5 separate regions of the Mus musculus genome follow, and regions 1, 2, 3 and 4 are each linked to region 5. Evidence: chromatin contacts called from public HiCAR-type, HiChIP or PLAC-seq and promoter capture Hi-C data. All regions are on one chromosome and are shown on one strand. Each heading gives the region's core, a stretch centred on a gene start, on an enhancer-like site or on the middle of the called end of the contact. The rest is flanking DNA. Distances are from core to core; before and after follow the strand shown.

Region 1 (2,700 bases), core at 71-2,570, 570 kb before region 5:
AGTGTACTCATTATAAATAAATAAATCTTAGAAAAGCAAAACAAAACTGGGGCCTGGGTGAGCACACTGCTTGCTCTGTGGATGGGGCACCAAGCTCTGCAAACGCCCACCAACAGTTCCCAACCCCAGGAAACACAGAAAACGTAGGGCGTGGTGGTGTACACTTCTCATCCCATTTCTTTATCCAAGGTAGGAAGATGGTTAGGTTAGTGTTAGAGACCAAACCGGGCTGTGCAGTGAGATCCTATCTCAGATAAAAGAAAAAAGGGTGGCGGTAGGCTCCAGGGACTCTGATATCCCTTTCTGGACCCTATGGGTACCCCACTCACACACAAAGCTCCACACAGACACATTAAAACAAAATCTTTAAAAACGCGGGGAAGGGCATTTATCTGCTTGCTGACTACTGCTGCAACACGACCACCACGGCAGACCGCACCTTCATACCATCAGCCAAAATAAACCCTCGATTCCTTAAAACCAATCAAAACAGCCAAGTGTGGTGGCTCATGCTGTAAGTCCCACTATGCGAGAGAAGGCAGAGGCATGGCAATGTCTGTGAACTGGAAATCGGCCAAGTTTCCACACCGAGTTGCAGGTCAGCCCCAGTTAAGCAGTGAGACCCTGTCTGAAATAAATGAAAAGTTGTGCCGATGACTGGAGGGGCTCACACGTGAAACTTGGGACAGGAGGCCAGGACGCAGGGACGGGAGATGCGCAACCTCACGGACTACCGTAAGATTACCGATGAACGATCAATAAGGACAGAGACGTGGTATATGTTAAGGTAATGGTCTGGGAGGAGGCCTGGTCCCAGGACAAATCCCTTTTATGTGCAGATACCGTTATCTTTCAATCCCAGCAAGGGACCTGCTCCGGTGGACAGGAGCAGTGGTCGCCAGGGCCCCGATTAACGAAGGTGGAAACGGAAACAACCAAGGAGGTCAAAATACACGCCGAGACGCCACTCGGACACCCCGAACCACCCTGGAGGCCACAGAAGCGCCACCCAAGCCAGCAATCACGCGGCGACCCAACGGGCCTCGCGAGAGCGCGCTCTCCCGGCGGGCGCGCGCCGATCCTGAGGCAAGAGGGCGGCCGCTGCCTCTCCCCGTCCCGCCCCCGGGCTTTCGCTCCCACCTTCAAGCCTCCCCGACGGAGCAGCCGCCACCGACAAACTGTGCAGCTCCTCACCAACGCTAAGGCCTCGCTATCCGGGTTTAATCTCCGCCAAGGCCGCGGTTTCGCCGCGCGCGTGCGCACGACCGACGAAGCGATCCCTTCCGGGAGCAAAGGCGTCGGCGTTTCGTGTGTGCGCAGGCCCAGCGGATGGACTTCCGTCTTCGGTAGGCGGGAGAGAAAGGAGCGTCGGGGCGCAGAGTGCGCGTGCTCACTGCAGCGACCGCACAGTTTCGCTCCGCCCTAAGTCTAGCGGCGCCGGCTATCGTGACAAGAGGAAAGCGTTAGGGTTCACCGGCCCAGGAAGGCGCTTCGCTCATCGTGGAGTGCTCTGAGTCTAACTTACACCTCACGCTTAGTATGTCTGGCGGTTATTTAAGGACGGGCCATCTCCTTCCCGTCTGACTCTGTTCAACCGCGCAGACCCATAAATTAGGGCCGCGCAACCAGCCCAACAACGCGCAGGCGCAGTAACCGGGTTGGGACTTCCGAGATCGCTCTCTGAGACTTTTGTGGCGCTGGCTGCGGCTTCGGGGAGGACGGCGGCCGAGAGGCAGGGCGCGTGTTGGTTCGCGCGGATCCGTGCGGCGGGATGCGGTACAACGAGAAAGAGTTGCAGGCGCTGTCCCGACAGCCGGCAGAGATGGCGGCCGAGCTGGGCATGCGGGGCCCCAAGAAGGGCAGCGGTGAGCCAGTCGGGGCTGCGGCTGGGGCACTTGGGCGGGCCGGCGCGGTTCCTGGGTGGGCGAATGAGAACAGTTCCGCGCTGACACCGCCCTGTGCCTACAGTGGCCAAGCGGCGACTGGTGAAGCTGGTGGTCAACTTCCTCTTTTACTTCCGCCCGGACGAGGCCGAGGTAGGGGCGTGGGGGGCGCGGGGGACCCGCGCGGCCCGGAGGCCGGCGCTCATGGCCGTGTCTCGCGCAGCCCCTCGGAGCCCTGTTGCTGGAGCGCTGCAGAGTGGCCCAGGAAGAACCGGGCGGCTTCTCCATCAGTAAGTTTCCATCCCGGACTCTGCTCCGCACACCCGATCCTTTTTACTCCCTTAGGAGCCTACGTTTGTCCTGGATCCCGCGTCCGCTGGTGGCCCAGGACTGGCCCAGCTATCACTCAGAGTGCCCACTGGGTCTGGTTCTCGCTTAGTTTCTTCTCCGACCCCTCTGCCCGTTCCCAACTGAGAGAGGTGCAGTCTGCGAACGTGGGGTGTATAGCAGGAACAGTCTCTGCCGCCCTCTCTGCCACGGGTAGGGTACGGGCAGGCTTTAAGGCCTGTCTCAGCCTTCTTCCCTAACGAGAACTTTACAGTATCTTGTAGAGATTTGGGCATCATGTCTACCTATATTATCCAGTGGGGTTCTTTATCTGTACCCCTCTTTTCTCCTTCTTGCACGAGTGCACACGTGTTTTGGGGTGTGAGTATGCCAGTAAGGCCAGAGGGAAACTTGAGTAGTTGGTTCTCATCTTCCACTATGTAGGTCTCCAGCATAAAACGCTGGTCATTGGGCTTGGCAGTAGGGTCCC
Region 2 (2,700 bases), core at 69-2,568, 670 kb before region 5:
AGCGAGTTCACACATGGGACGACGCCTCCCATCCTAAGACTGAAGGGGACAGGCAAACCGTGGGCGTTGTGCCTTCAGGAGCAAAGGCTGCAGGTTCCCAGCCAGTGACTGCTCACATGAGTGTGGCCACACTAGCTATGCTCCTGGCCTCTCCTGTATGAATACTGTGTGGCCCCTCTGTGCCCCACCTCGATGGCAAGGCCTGGAAACTTGCTTCCCTGCAACTTAGTGCCAGGAGCCAGCCAGTTTCACCTGTCACCTCCCCACCACTGACACATGGTATTTTTTTAAAGAATATTTATTTTTTTACATCGGTCAGTAACGCAGCTCACTGGGATGATGCTCTGGGGGTTCAGGCCTGGAGCTGCCACAACTGGCAGCTTCCTTTACTGAGCTAGGGCGAGTTCTTTCTCTCTCCTGGCACAGCTGATGGTAGGAAGAGTCCAGGCCTAGTCTTCCCCCAAGGCAAGAGCTCTTGGCCACAGGATGCCACCACTGCCACCAACCTCCAGAACCCACCAGCCACCTCCTGCTTCTAGATACCTCCGTTTTCTTTGTGACCGGCGTTGGATCCTGGATAGTTATGGCTGGCTGCAGTCACTGCGCAGCTCTGCTGCCTTGCCCACAGGGCAGGTGTACTCTGCACTGGAGCTAGCTTCCTTGTATTTGAGGAGCAGGTCTAGAGTAATCTGCAGGTCCTCAGGGGTCTGTTTCTGGCCCTGGCTAGGTGAGATGGTTACCGGAGTGGCACTGCTGCTGGGGAGCCGCCGGCACTGCGCACATCGCTCAGCTCTACAGATTGTTTCTTTTATAAGATGCATGCCAAACGTGTGTTCCACCTTTTCTTTTACGCCTATGATTTGTAATATACATTTTACAACTGGAAACTTTTGTATACTCAAATAAACATTGACTTTAACTGCAGCCTCAGAGTAGATCTTCAGATTAAGATAGGAGCAGCAGGCTGGTAAGATGGCTCAGTGGGTAAGAGCACCGGACTGCTCTTCCGAAGGTCCGAAGTTCAAATACCAGCAACCACATGGTGGCTCACAACCATCCGTATAACTTTAAAAAAAAAACATATTAAAAAAAAAAAAAAAAAGCAGCGAGGATTTTATATTGTACGCATGCGCAGCGGGGAGGTCCAGGACAAAATGACCCTGGTCCAGCCCTTGCCAGGGCGTCAAAAGTCAGTGGGCTCACGCGGGAAGTTGCACAGCCTTCTGGGAATTGTGGTTCGGGTTTCCTTCCTTTCTAGAAGCCAAAGGACAGTGCTTAGGGACGGCGCGCACAGCCTTGTGGGAGCAGGAGTTTGCAGTTTCCCATAGAGCCTCCGAGGTCAGAGTGCACGGCGCGCACGGGTTTGTGGGAGGTGTAGTTTAACTTGTTTCCATGGTGACTCAGGCCGCAGCTTTGTCAGACTGCTGACGACGCGCGCTGCCTTGTGGGAATCGACTCAGCCTCTGTTTCCCGTGGTGCCCCGGCTTGGCTTCCGGGGCGTATGGTCGGTGTGCGCGACCGTGGCCCGGTTGACTGAGCAGCCATGGACAGCGGCTTCGGCTCGGATTTTGGCGGCACGGGTGGCGGGAAGCTGGACCCGGGGGCCATTATGGAGCAGGTGAAAGTGCAGATCGCCGTGGCCAACGCGCAGGAGCTGCTCCAGGTGCGGGGCGCGCCGGGGTTGGTGGCGGGGTTCCCCGGGTGAGTCCCCGCTGAGACCTCGCGTGTGTCCACAGAGAATGACGGACAAGTGTTTCCGGAAGTGCATCGGGAAGCCCGGGGGCTCCTTGGATAACTCGGAGCAGGTGAGACATCTCGGGAACCCGGGGTGGTGAGGGGCGCGGGGTCAGGAGCGTCTAGGAGGTTGAGAGATGTGCGCGTGCGCGGCCTCTAGCCTTAGCTACTGAGGAAGTTGTGCGCGTGCGCGGGGTGAGGACCCGGCTTCTGTGCCTAGATCGGTGCAGCCTTCATGGGTGATCCTCGGGTCGTGTGACCGTCAGTCAGGGATCCCCCTCCACGCTTTGCAGAAATGCATCGCCATGTGCATGGACCGCTACATGGACGCCTGGAATACCGTGTCCCGCGCCTACAACTCTCGACTGCAGCGGGAACGAGCCAACATGTGACCGGGACCTGTGCCTCGGGACACCGTGCTTATGGTCTGAACTGTTTTCCCTGCCAGTTAGGGTGTCTCCTCCTAGCCGCCCTGAAGTCTGGCAGCATGGAGGGCTTGGGGATCGAGGCCTCTCCCCTGGGTTGCTGCGTCCAGCTCAATCTCAGAAGAGAGTGAGGACCCGACAGAGCACAGGGATCTGGCTGGCCCCACTGACCTGTGACCTCAGGAGAGCAGGCCAATAAATCGCTGCTGGGGCAGTAAAGCAGGCGTGTCACCTCACTGCTTCAGGTCCCTTCCCCTGAGTAGGCCCAGACCTCCCAGGGTATCTTTCCCCTTGGGGTCAGTGGGCTGCTGGCTCTCAGGGAATTCGGAGCATGATCTCAGGTGTTTGGTCATCCCGGGGAGACCAGCCGAGGTTAAGAAGCAAGGCTTCATGTAGCCTTCACCTATCATGCATGAGGCCCAGGGTGCTGACCTTAACTCTGAATAAACCAAGTGTGGTGCACACCTGTCTGCCCAGCACTTGAGGGTGGGTTAAGTGTGGAGGCAAGAGGATTGGTACATGAGATTTGGTCAATTTGGTC
Region 3 (2,700 bases), core at 155-2,654, 630 kb before region 5:
GAGAAACCAGAATAGCCTTGGTGGACGGCACCTGCACAAAGAGGGCAGTTTCCAGAGGACAGTGGCCTGCTAAATATGATGTAGAGCCCTGGCCCACTGGCCAGATGCAGCAAGCCCTGACACACTTTCAAAAGCTCATGCTCAGCCAAGAACAGGATGTGGGGATAAAAGCAGCCAAAGAGAGATGTTGGCCACATGGTGGAGAGCCCAGGAACCACATGTGTGAGGAATGCCTTAAAGCTTAGCCAATCAAGGAGGCACATGCCAGCCAGTTGTGGCAGCACCGGGGAGGCTGAGGCAGAGCTGCAAGCCCACCGCCAGCCTGGGCCATACAGGGAGACCCTGTCACAAAAGTCTGTAATCTCAAAAAGGAAAAGAAAAAGTATTTTTAAAAATGACCTGGGCTCTTGTTTCACAAGACAAGAGCGTACACAGTAGCAGGACGCACTGGCCACCCTTCAAACCGGCCCAAGACCCAAGGATGCAACACTCCAGGATCTGGGACTGAAGGCTGGAGCCACAAAGACAAAACAAGAAAGGACTCTACTAAGCCAGGAGTTGCGATGCGGCGCGTGAGATAACTAGGCCGGTGTTTTGCTTTGAGTTCCAGGTTAGCCAAGCCTCACCGGGTGCACAGGGACAGCCAGGGCAACATGGGAAGTCAGAGCCCAGCCTGGACTGCAGAGCGAGCTGGAGGCCAGCCTGAGCTGCGGAGCAAGTTGGAGGGCAGCCTGGACTGCAGAGTGAGTGTGAAGCCAACATGGGTTACATAGTGAGTTCAAGGCTAGCCTGGACTACGCCGAGTTCGAGACCAGCATGCCACCTCTCTCAGAAAGCAAAGCACACCAGAAGCCAGCCTCCTGCCAGGGCGCACCCCGCGCACACCTGAGGCGTCCCAGCAGAAGCTCGTCCCCAGCGTTCTGCACCGACCCTGAGGTGGGGACCCCCTTCCGCCCAAGGTCACAGAACAGAAGCCGGGGTGCCGGGCTGCATGCACCTCGGGGGCCGCGCTGGACGCCCCGGGGATGGAGCGCGGGAACTCGCCCCATTCTGCAAAAGGGGAAACTGAGGCTGGCAGGAACAGCGGCGGCGGCGGTTGGGGCCCCGGGGCGCAGGGCGGGCTAAGCCCCGCCAGAAGTCTGCGGTGGCAATGAGCGAGTGGACCGCAAGGTCAAGGGCACGGTCAGGAGTTGGGGGGCCGGGCCGATCGGCCGTGGCGCTCACCTGGGCCGCGAGTAGCAGCAAAGCTGCGGCCAGCCGCGCCGCGGCCATGTCCGCCGGTCCCCCCGCAGCTCTAGGCGGAAGGTTTCCTGGCAACGCCTTCGGGACGCCGCAACGTGCTTGCGCCGAGGCTGCGCGTGCGCAAAGGCCTCCGCGTTAGAAAAGGGCGGGGCGGCGCCTGCGCAGAGCGACGTGAGGCGACAAGATGGCGGTGAGCATGTCTAGATCGTGGAAAGCAGGGCCGCGGGATCGAGGGTCTGTGGAAGCGAGAGCAGAAAGACTGAAAGGAGAGTGACGGACGCCCTAGAGTAGGGAGACAGGGTGCTGAAGGATGGGAGCCACGTGGGACTGCAGACGGAAGCCATGGGTACAGACCAGGTGACATGAAAAACAGACGACCGACATGAGGATGCAGACGCGGAACGTGGGGGTTGCAGACCAGGCAGACAGGGGTGCGTACAGGAAACAGTGCAGATGGGGTATCCAGGGATGCAGATGAGGACGTGGGCATGCAGACAGAAATGCAGACTCGGGCATAGCATTCAATTAGGCAGACACTGGAGGTGAGGATGCACCCAGGGTTCTGGGAGCCTGAGTTGGAAAGGAGTCCCTGGGTGCCATGCCCAGGCTACAGGGATATGGGGAGGCTGGACCTCTCTCCTCAGCGCCCCACCTCCCAGCAGGACAAAGAGAAAAAGAAGAAAGAAAGCATCTTGGACCTCTCCAAGTACATCGATAAGACCATTCGGGTGAAGTTCCAGGGTGGCCGGGAAGGTGAGTGCCTACCGCAGGGCTCCCTGACACAGAGCTTGGCTGAGGTCACAGCAAGCAAGGGAAGCCACCTAGTACAGGCGTTCCAATAATGGCTTGGGCTATTGTGTACCATTGAAAGGTATGCCCCTATTGTGGGTGGGGAAACAGAGCCCCAGGAAAGGAGTCAAGTGAGATTAGCACCCAGACCAGTATGGATGGATCCTGAAGGAAGGGGCCAGGACCCACGAGGAGGTGGAAGGAGGTGATAGGAAGCCCTGTTCTTAAGCACCTGGACACAGCAGGAACCTGGAAGGTTTCCCAATGAAAGGATTGAAAGTTCCAGGCCAGTTTAAGTTATGTAGCAAGATCTGTCTCCAAGAATCAACCATGGGTGGGGCTGTATGTCTGTGGGTAGATTGCTGGTTTAGCATGCATAAAGCCCTGAGTTCTATTCCCAACCCCGTGTAAACCTGGCGTGGTTGTATAAGCCTGGCATTCCAACACTAGGGGTAAGACAGGAGGATCAGGCTGCCTAGTGAGTCTGAGACCAGCTTGGGCACATGAGACCCTGGGGGGGGGGGGGGAGACTGTTTCAGATTGCATGGATGGGTGACAATAAAGTTTTATGGACACTATATAGCACCTTCCATACTGGAAAGAAGAGGGTTGGAGTCACAGTGACTAGGCCACCACACTTACTTACTCATGAGTTCTGTGGTGGCAACT
Region 4 (2,700 bases), core at 185-2,684, 700 kb before region 5:
GGGAGAAAAAGAAGGGTTTAGTGGGAGTTCTAGGAGTTAGGTAGGGAGCCTCTGTTCAGCGCCAGGGGCCCTACTGGGGAAAAACAGGCTGGCTCAAAATAGCTGCCAGGGTGACTAGGCAGCCCACGGGACATGCCAAGCATGGCTGGGCACTGAGCTGGTGCTGGACCAGCCAGCCCAGCTATGTTGACAAACACGGGACCCAGGTGACCAGGACGGGTGGGTGGGGCGGGGAGAGAGAGAGACAGAGACGTGGGGGGGGGGAGGGCTCACCGTGACCAGGAGGCAGTGCAGGTCTCGGGCTTCGGTTGTGCCCAATGTCTCCGCCGGCTCCCCCAGGAGCTGCGCCAGCCTCTGCATGCCTGATACCCGGACGATGTCAATGTCATTGTCGCAGCAGAACGACTGGATCAGGGTGAAGTGAATCTGCAGAGCGATATCATCCTCCTCTTCTTCGTCTATGGCCAGGAGGCACAAGACCACGCTGTCGGGGTCCCTGCAGGAGAGAAGGAGTGTCAGGGGGTCGTCAGACCAGGAGCGGGTGTCACCGTGCACGGGGTGGGATAGGGGGATATGAGCTCCAGGAACCGCAGGCGGGAAGGGTGGACAAGACCCATCGTGCATCAGGAGTGTATATAAGAACAGCCCCCCAGCCGCAGTACTGCACGGGTGCTGGGGTGGCCGACTATGCAAATACTGATGGCGGTGGGGGAGGAAGCACATAGTCCAAAGTTACTGGGGTTGCCTTGTCAAAACAAAAAACACAAAACCTCAAACTTGCGAAGTCAGGGTTCTGCAGCGACTCTCTTTCCTCCTCCCCAAAAAAAATTCTCTGAGAAATGTCGCCCTCCACTCCCCAAAACCGAGAGCGCTGGGAAAGTCCCCCAAAGCCCCGAGCCCTATAGGGATGTTGGAGCGCGCGTGCATCAGAGGGGCGCCCCCACCCACGCCCGAGAAAGGGGGGTGCTGACTCACACATTCATCAGTTTGGCCGCCTCGTACACCCCCACGGTGAGGCGATCCTGACGCTGCGCGGCCACCAGCAGCTGCTCCACCGCGGCAGTCACCGCCTGCATCCTAAAAGGCCAAATGGGGAGATTAGCCGATGACAGCCCCGCAGACCTCAGGCGGCGGGCGAGAAGACCTCAGCCTCTGTTGTACTCACTTCTGAACCGCGTTGTCGCTCGCCACCAGCTCTTCCAGGGTCATGATGCAGTCACACTCCACAGCGGACCCCCACGGAAGATCCCCAAGAGCAAAGTACAAGTCCAGATACGAACCCAAGAGGCAAAAAAACCTTCCCGTGCGACCAGAAGTGTCGGAGGCCTTCCGGAGGCGGTGGGACTTCCCTTCCCAAGAAAAAAGTAGGGGTAAAAAGAAGATTGCAAAATCCCCCTCGAAATTAATCCAAGAAGACAGAGATGAACGCAGACCCAGGGTTGCTGCGGAGTGAGCGCGCGGGCGCTGCGAGCGGTTTATATGACTTCCCGGGTGGAGGCGTGGCCACTGGAGGCATGCGCTTTCCACCCATTGGTAGATGCACAAAGGGCCGAGTATCCCGCGCTGAGATTGGCTGGAGATGGAAAGGGCGGAGCTCGGAGCTCCGGCGGCCCCACGTGGGGGTCAGGGCTGGGAGGAGCGTGAACGCCAGCAGCGGCGACAGCTAGAAAAGCCAGAGAGCTCTAGAGAGAGAGCTCTAGAGAGAAAAAAAAAAAAAAAAAAAAAAAAAAAAAAACCACAGAAGTTTCTCTCCTGATTTCCCGGCAGCCGCGCTACGCAGGCCGCGCGCGGGGTTTCCAGCGCGAGAGGCTGGCCTGAACTTTCGGGGAGGGCTGTCTGGAATCCCCTCGCTGTCCCCGGAGAGTCCCTAGCCTTTCCCAAGCTCTGAAAGAAGGGATGTGCATGCGCCAGGAGGCTTACTAAGTGTTCTGCCGGCCTTGTAGAGTTGGAGAGTGTTTAAATAACGTCTAGGGTATACAGTAAACGTTTGGTAAGTTTGAGGACGGTGGGATCCTCTCCCCAAAGTGAGAACTACCAAGGCACCCTAGCATCGCCAGCACGAAGGTGCTTTGAGAACGCTCAGCCCTCTAAGGCCAGGGTCGCGGGAGGAGAGGCACACAGGAAGCTTCCTAGTGGTCGTGGTAGGTGGCTTGGCGGTGCCCCAGGGGTCCTGGCTGCAGAGCACTAAGGGATCGCAGGGGGAGAGATCCGGAACCCTTTCTCCCTCCTCCCGGCACCCCGAGAATTTCACGTGTGCACGGGAGGCGCAGGTGAAGAGCCCTCCAGACGCTCTGCGGAGTGACCCTGCCCCCTGCCGGCTGCCTCACCGTCTATCCTCAGATCGATTCGCCACACTTAACCCCTGAGGGGGAAGCCAAGTGGCAAAACCCGAAGGGTACTGACCCGGGGAGAGGTGACTGAAAGGCAGCCGCTCTTATGTCCCTGGCATTTTTGTAGTGCGTAGCATGAAGCACAAGCCCCTTCTTCCACGCGTGTCATTTATCTTTCCAAGATTTGTCAGGCAAAGGAATTGATATCTGCATTATGCAAAATGGAAACTGAGGCTTCCAAGGGCGTTCCAAGCCACAGCTTGAGGGCTGGTAGTCGACAGCAAGGACACGAGCGAGGCAGATAGACCCGCGTGGGATTCTCCCACGGTGCACGGGGGCTCCCGGTGAATCACCCTGAGTCGCCTCCTCC
Region 5 (2,700 bases), core at 66-2,565:
AGGGGGACCAAAGCAGCAGGAAGGACGGCAGGAACAAGGGAACTACCAGCAGAAACAAGGGTTTATGTAGTAGAAGGGATCGTAGAAGCAGGAAAGGTTTTCCAGAGGGATTACAGGCAGCAGAGTTGGGGGAACAGGGTTCCCAGCAAGGATGGGAGTTCATTAAAGCAGGGTGGGGTTTCAGGAGATAACAAGGGCTCTGCAGCGTTATGGGAACTCAGACAACAAAAGATGAGGCTCAGGTAACAAGGACTGGGGTTTGGGCAGCAAATATGTCCATAGCAAAGAAAGAGGTTCAGGTAGGAGTCAGGTAAAAGAGGTGGGGTTTGCAGTAGGGAAACAAAGATGGGGTTCACAGAGGAACTGAGATTCAAGCTGCAGAAACTTGAGTTCAGCAGGAAATATAGGGTTTACAGCAATGAATGGGAGGTCAGGCTAGAGGGAGTTTGGGCGCGGAGACTGCGATTCTGACATGAAACTCAGAGTTCACAACAGGGATAAGGTTCGAGCAGCAAATTGGGGGCTTAGACTGCAGAGAGGGGGTCAAAGGGAAGAAATAAGGCAAGAAATCCAGAATTTTCAGCAAGGACATAAATTCAGGCTGCTGAGACAGGGTACCAAGCAGTAAATTCACGATTCAGGCGGCACGGGGTGTGTGTGTGTATGTGTGTAATGTTGGGTTGATACTGCAGAGGTCGAGGTATCCGGTCAATAAGGGGCCTCCAGCAGGAAACTCGGGGTCTTAGCAAGGACACGGGTTCAGGCTGCAAAAAAGGGGTATAAGGTAGGAAACTCGGGGCTCAGGTTGCAGAAGAGAGATATAAGGCCGGAAATACGGGGTTCAGGCTGCAGAAGATAGGGATCAGGCCGGAAATACGAGGCTCTCGGCAGGGATGGGGCTCAGGCTGCAGAGAAGGGGACTTAGGTCAGAAACACAGGGTTTGCACCAGGAAACGAGGTTCTCAGCCCCCCAGGGGCCTCGGCCGCACGTGGGCCCTGCGCAGAACCGGACGCGGCCCAGCTGGTCCAGCCCAGCCGCCGCCCTTCCCCAGGCTCTCCGCCTGCACCCCGCCCGGCCCTCCCCAGGCCGCAGCGGGCTCACCCACCCAGCCCGCCTGACGCGGCGTCCGAGCCTGAGCGACCAGGCCGCGGCGGTCCCAACGGCGGAAGCCCGCCCGCCAACCGCCGCCGCAAGCCCGCGCGCTCACCGCCTCCGCCGCCGCGCAGATCCCCGCGGGCTAGGGGCGGGGCCTGCCTCACAGCGGCGCCGAGTCCCGCCCGCGCCGCCGCCCAATGGGAACTGCGTACCTGCGCCTCGACCCCGCCCCCCAAGAGCGCGCCACCTCCTGCGGGCCACGCCTCAGCCCATCGGTCACGCCCTCCACCGCCTTCCCTCCTGCCCAACTTGTGGAGTGCGCGGCGAGGGCTCCCCCTGGGCCCGAGGCAGGGTAGACCGGGAGGCCCGCTCCAAGTCCCACCCCCCGCTGCTGGCCAATAAGAAGATGGAGCTCACATCATGGCCCCTCCCACAGACGGCGGCGGCCTCCCTAGACCACGCCTCAGCCCGTAGTCCACGCCCCAGTTTTCCTACATCCTGCAATGGTTCCTGAGACGGAAAGTGGGCCCTTTTTCCAGACAGATTTCCGCCTGCGAGCAGCTATGCGAAGACAGAGGGGGGTTGGGAAGGCGAAGGCCTCACGAGCTCCTCACAGACTTCTAGTACCTTCCAGCTTCCGAAGTAACCCGATTCCCACCCCAGAAGGAAGTTATCCCACCTATGTGGGAAAAAAAAAAAGCCATCCAGTGAGGATGCCCAAGTCCTGAAGTGGAAAATAGAATGTGAGATGGCCTCATACCTAGGTCCCCAAGCATAGTCAGCGACTGGGAGGGAGGGGGGCTGCATCCAGGACCTGTATCCATGGACTTTTCTAGAACTGGAAGTTTCCAGTTTGGCTGCCGACAAATGTTTTTGTTTTTGTTTTTTTGAGACAGGATCTTTCTGTATAGCTGTGGCTGTCCTGGTACTCACTTTGTAGAGACCAGGCTGGCCTCAAACTCTACCTGCCTCTGCCTGCCAAATGCTGGGATTAAAGGCGTGTGCCACCACTGCAGGTGAGGTTCACACTCAAATTCTTAACTAAGGCAGTTAGGCTGCTCACCTGAGCAATGTCACTGACCTGGTCTCTCATGACTGTTTTTCCTTTTTAAAATGGTTTACTTATTCCCATTTCATGCGCATTGGCGTTTGCCTGCATGCATGTCTGTGTGAAGCCATCAGATCTTGGAGTACTACAGGAAGTTGTGAGGGGCCACGTGGGTGCTGGGATTTGAACCTCCATCCTCTGGAAGAGCCATCTCTCCAACCTAAGTGTTTTTCTACTGTGCTTATTACAGATGGAGAACAAGTGTTGTTGTTGGCCACAGAGGTGAGATGACGGGCCTGCACCCTGGGTGTCATTAGGATGGTGGCTTGTGCCACAAGTGACATGGGGTCAGGAATCCCAGGCCCAGAAGCTTAGATGGCAGTACTAGGGTCTCCTGACAGCACTGGCCAAAGTGGGCAGTGTGTGTGTGTTCTAGGCCACTGATTCTCAGGTAATTCTCTTGAAGTGAGGATTGTCACATTGTCACCACCAAGCATTACTGGTCTGCATAAGCTTGGAGGTTATGCGTGGTGGAGGGGATGTGGGTGAGTGGGTG

What was found. Promoter capture Hi-C pulls out the DNA fragments that hold promoters and counts their contacts. HiCAR-type assays count read pairs that join an accessible place to other places. HiChIP or PLAC-seq counts read pairs in DNA pulled down with a chosen protein or histone mark.
Region 1: a contact with region 5 is called in a HiCAR-type map of astrocytes, with 2.0 times the contacts expected there. The contact joins the promoter of Plekhj1 here to the promoter of Pwwp3a in region 5. A contact is called at or near these places in 1 of 39 promoter capture datasets (pre-B cells), 3 of 115 datasets of contacts at active chromatin or transcription factors (astrocytes, microglia and pancreatic cancer cells) and 1 of 9 other capture datasets (liver).
Region 2: a contact with region 5 is called in an HNF4G HiChIP or PLAC-seq map of pancreatic cancer cells. The contact joins the promoter of Timm13 here to the promoter of Pwwp3a in region 5. A contact is called at or near these places in 2 of 39 promoter capture datasets (liver and pre-B cells), 1 of 115 datasets of contacts at active chromatin or transcription factors (pancreatic cancer cells) and 2 of 9 other capture datasets (liver and macrophages).
Region 3: a contact with region 5 is called in a promoter capture Hi-C map of liver, with 2.2 times the contacts expected there. The contact joins the promoter of Lsm7 here to the promoter of Pwwp3a in region 5. A contact is called at or near these places in 2 of 39 promoter capture datasets (liver and pre-B cells) and 1 of 9 other capture datasets (liver).
Region 4: a contact with region 5 is called in an H3K27ac HiChIP or PLAC-seq map of bone marrow-derived dendritic cells, with 2.9 times the contacts expected there. The contact joins the promoter of Gadd45b here to the promoter of Pwwp3a in region 5. A contact is called at or near these places in 2 of 39 promoter capture datasets (liver and pre-B cells) and 2 of 115 datasets of contacts at active chromatin or transcription factors (bone marrow-derived dendritic cells and bone marrow-derived macrophages).

Annotation. Positions count from the first base shown.
Region 1 is chr10:80,797,246-80,799,945 of GRCm38.p6, reverse strand. Plekhj1 (pleckstrin homology domain containing, family J member 1) reads left to right here and starts at 1,320. Exons shown (of 6, transcript NM_023900.2): 1 at 1,320-1,865; 2 at 1,969-2,036; 3 at 2,107-2,173. The coding sequence starts at 1,772. Sf3a2 (splicing factor 3a, subunit 2) reads right to left here and starts at 1,211. Exons shown (of 9, transcript NM_013651.4): 1 at 1,141-1,211.
Region 2 is chr10:80,899,587-80,902,286 of GRCm38.p6, reverse strand. It overlaps Timm13 (translocase of inner mitochondrial membrane 13), which reads left to right and starts at 1,318. Exons shown (of 3, transcript NM_013895.4): 1 at 1,318-1,663; 2 at 1,737-1,805; 3 at 2,028-2,700. The coding sequence starts at 1,544. The coding sequence ends at 2,126. Lmnb2 (lamin B2) reads left to right here. Exons shown (of 12, transcript NM_010722.5): 12 at 1-924.
Region 3 is chr10:80,853,913-80,856,612 of GRCm38.p6, reverse strand. Lsm7 (LSM7 homolog, U6 small nuclear RNA and mRNA degradation associated) reads left to right here and starts at 1,404. Exons shown (of 4, transcript NM_025349.2): 1 at 1,404-1,432; 2 at 1,905-1,995. The coding sequence starts at 1,427. Sppl2b (signal peptide peptidase like 2B) reads right to left here and starts at 1,338. Exons shown (of 15, transcript NM_175195.3): 1 at 1,225-1,338. The coding sequence starts at 1,272.
Region 4 is chr10:80,928,825-80,931,524 of GRCm38.p6, reverse strand. It overlaps Gadd45b (growth arrest and DNA-damage-inducible 45 beta), which reads right to left and starts at 1,434. Exons shown (of 4, transcript NM_008655.1): 1 at 1,166-1,434; 2 at 976-1,077; 3 at 274-496. The coding sequence starts at 1,209.
Region 5 is chr10:80,225,213-80,227,912 of GRCm38.p6, reverse strand. Pwwp3a (PWWP domain containing 3A, DNA repair factor) reads right to left here and starts at 1,315. Exons shown (of 14, transcript NM_023431.5): 1 at 1,209-1,315.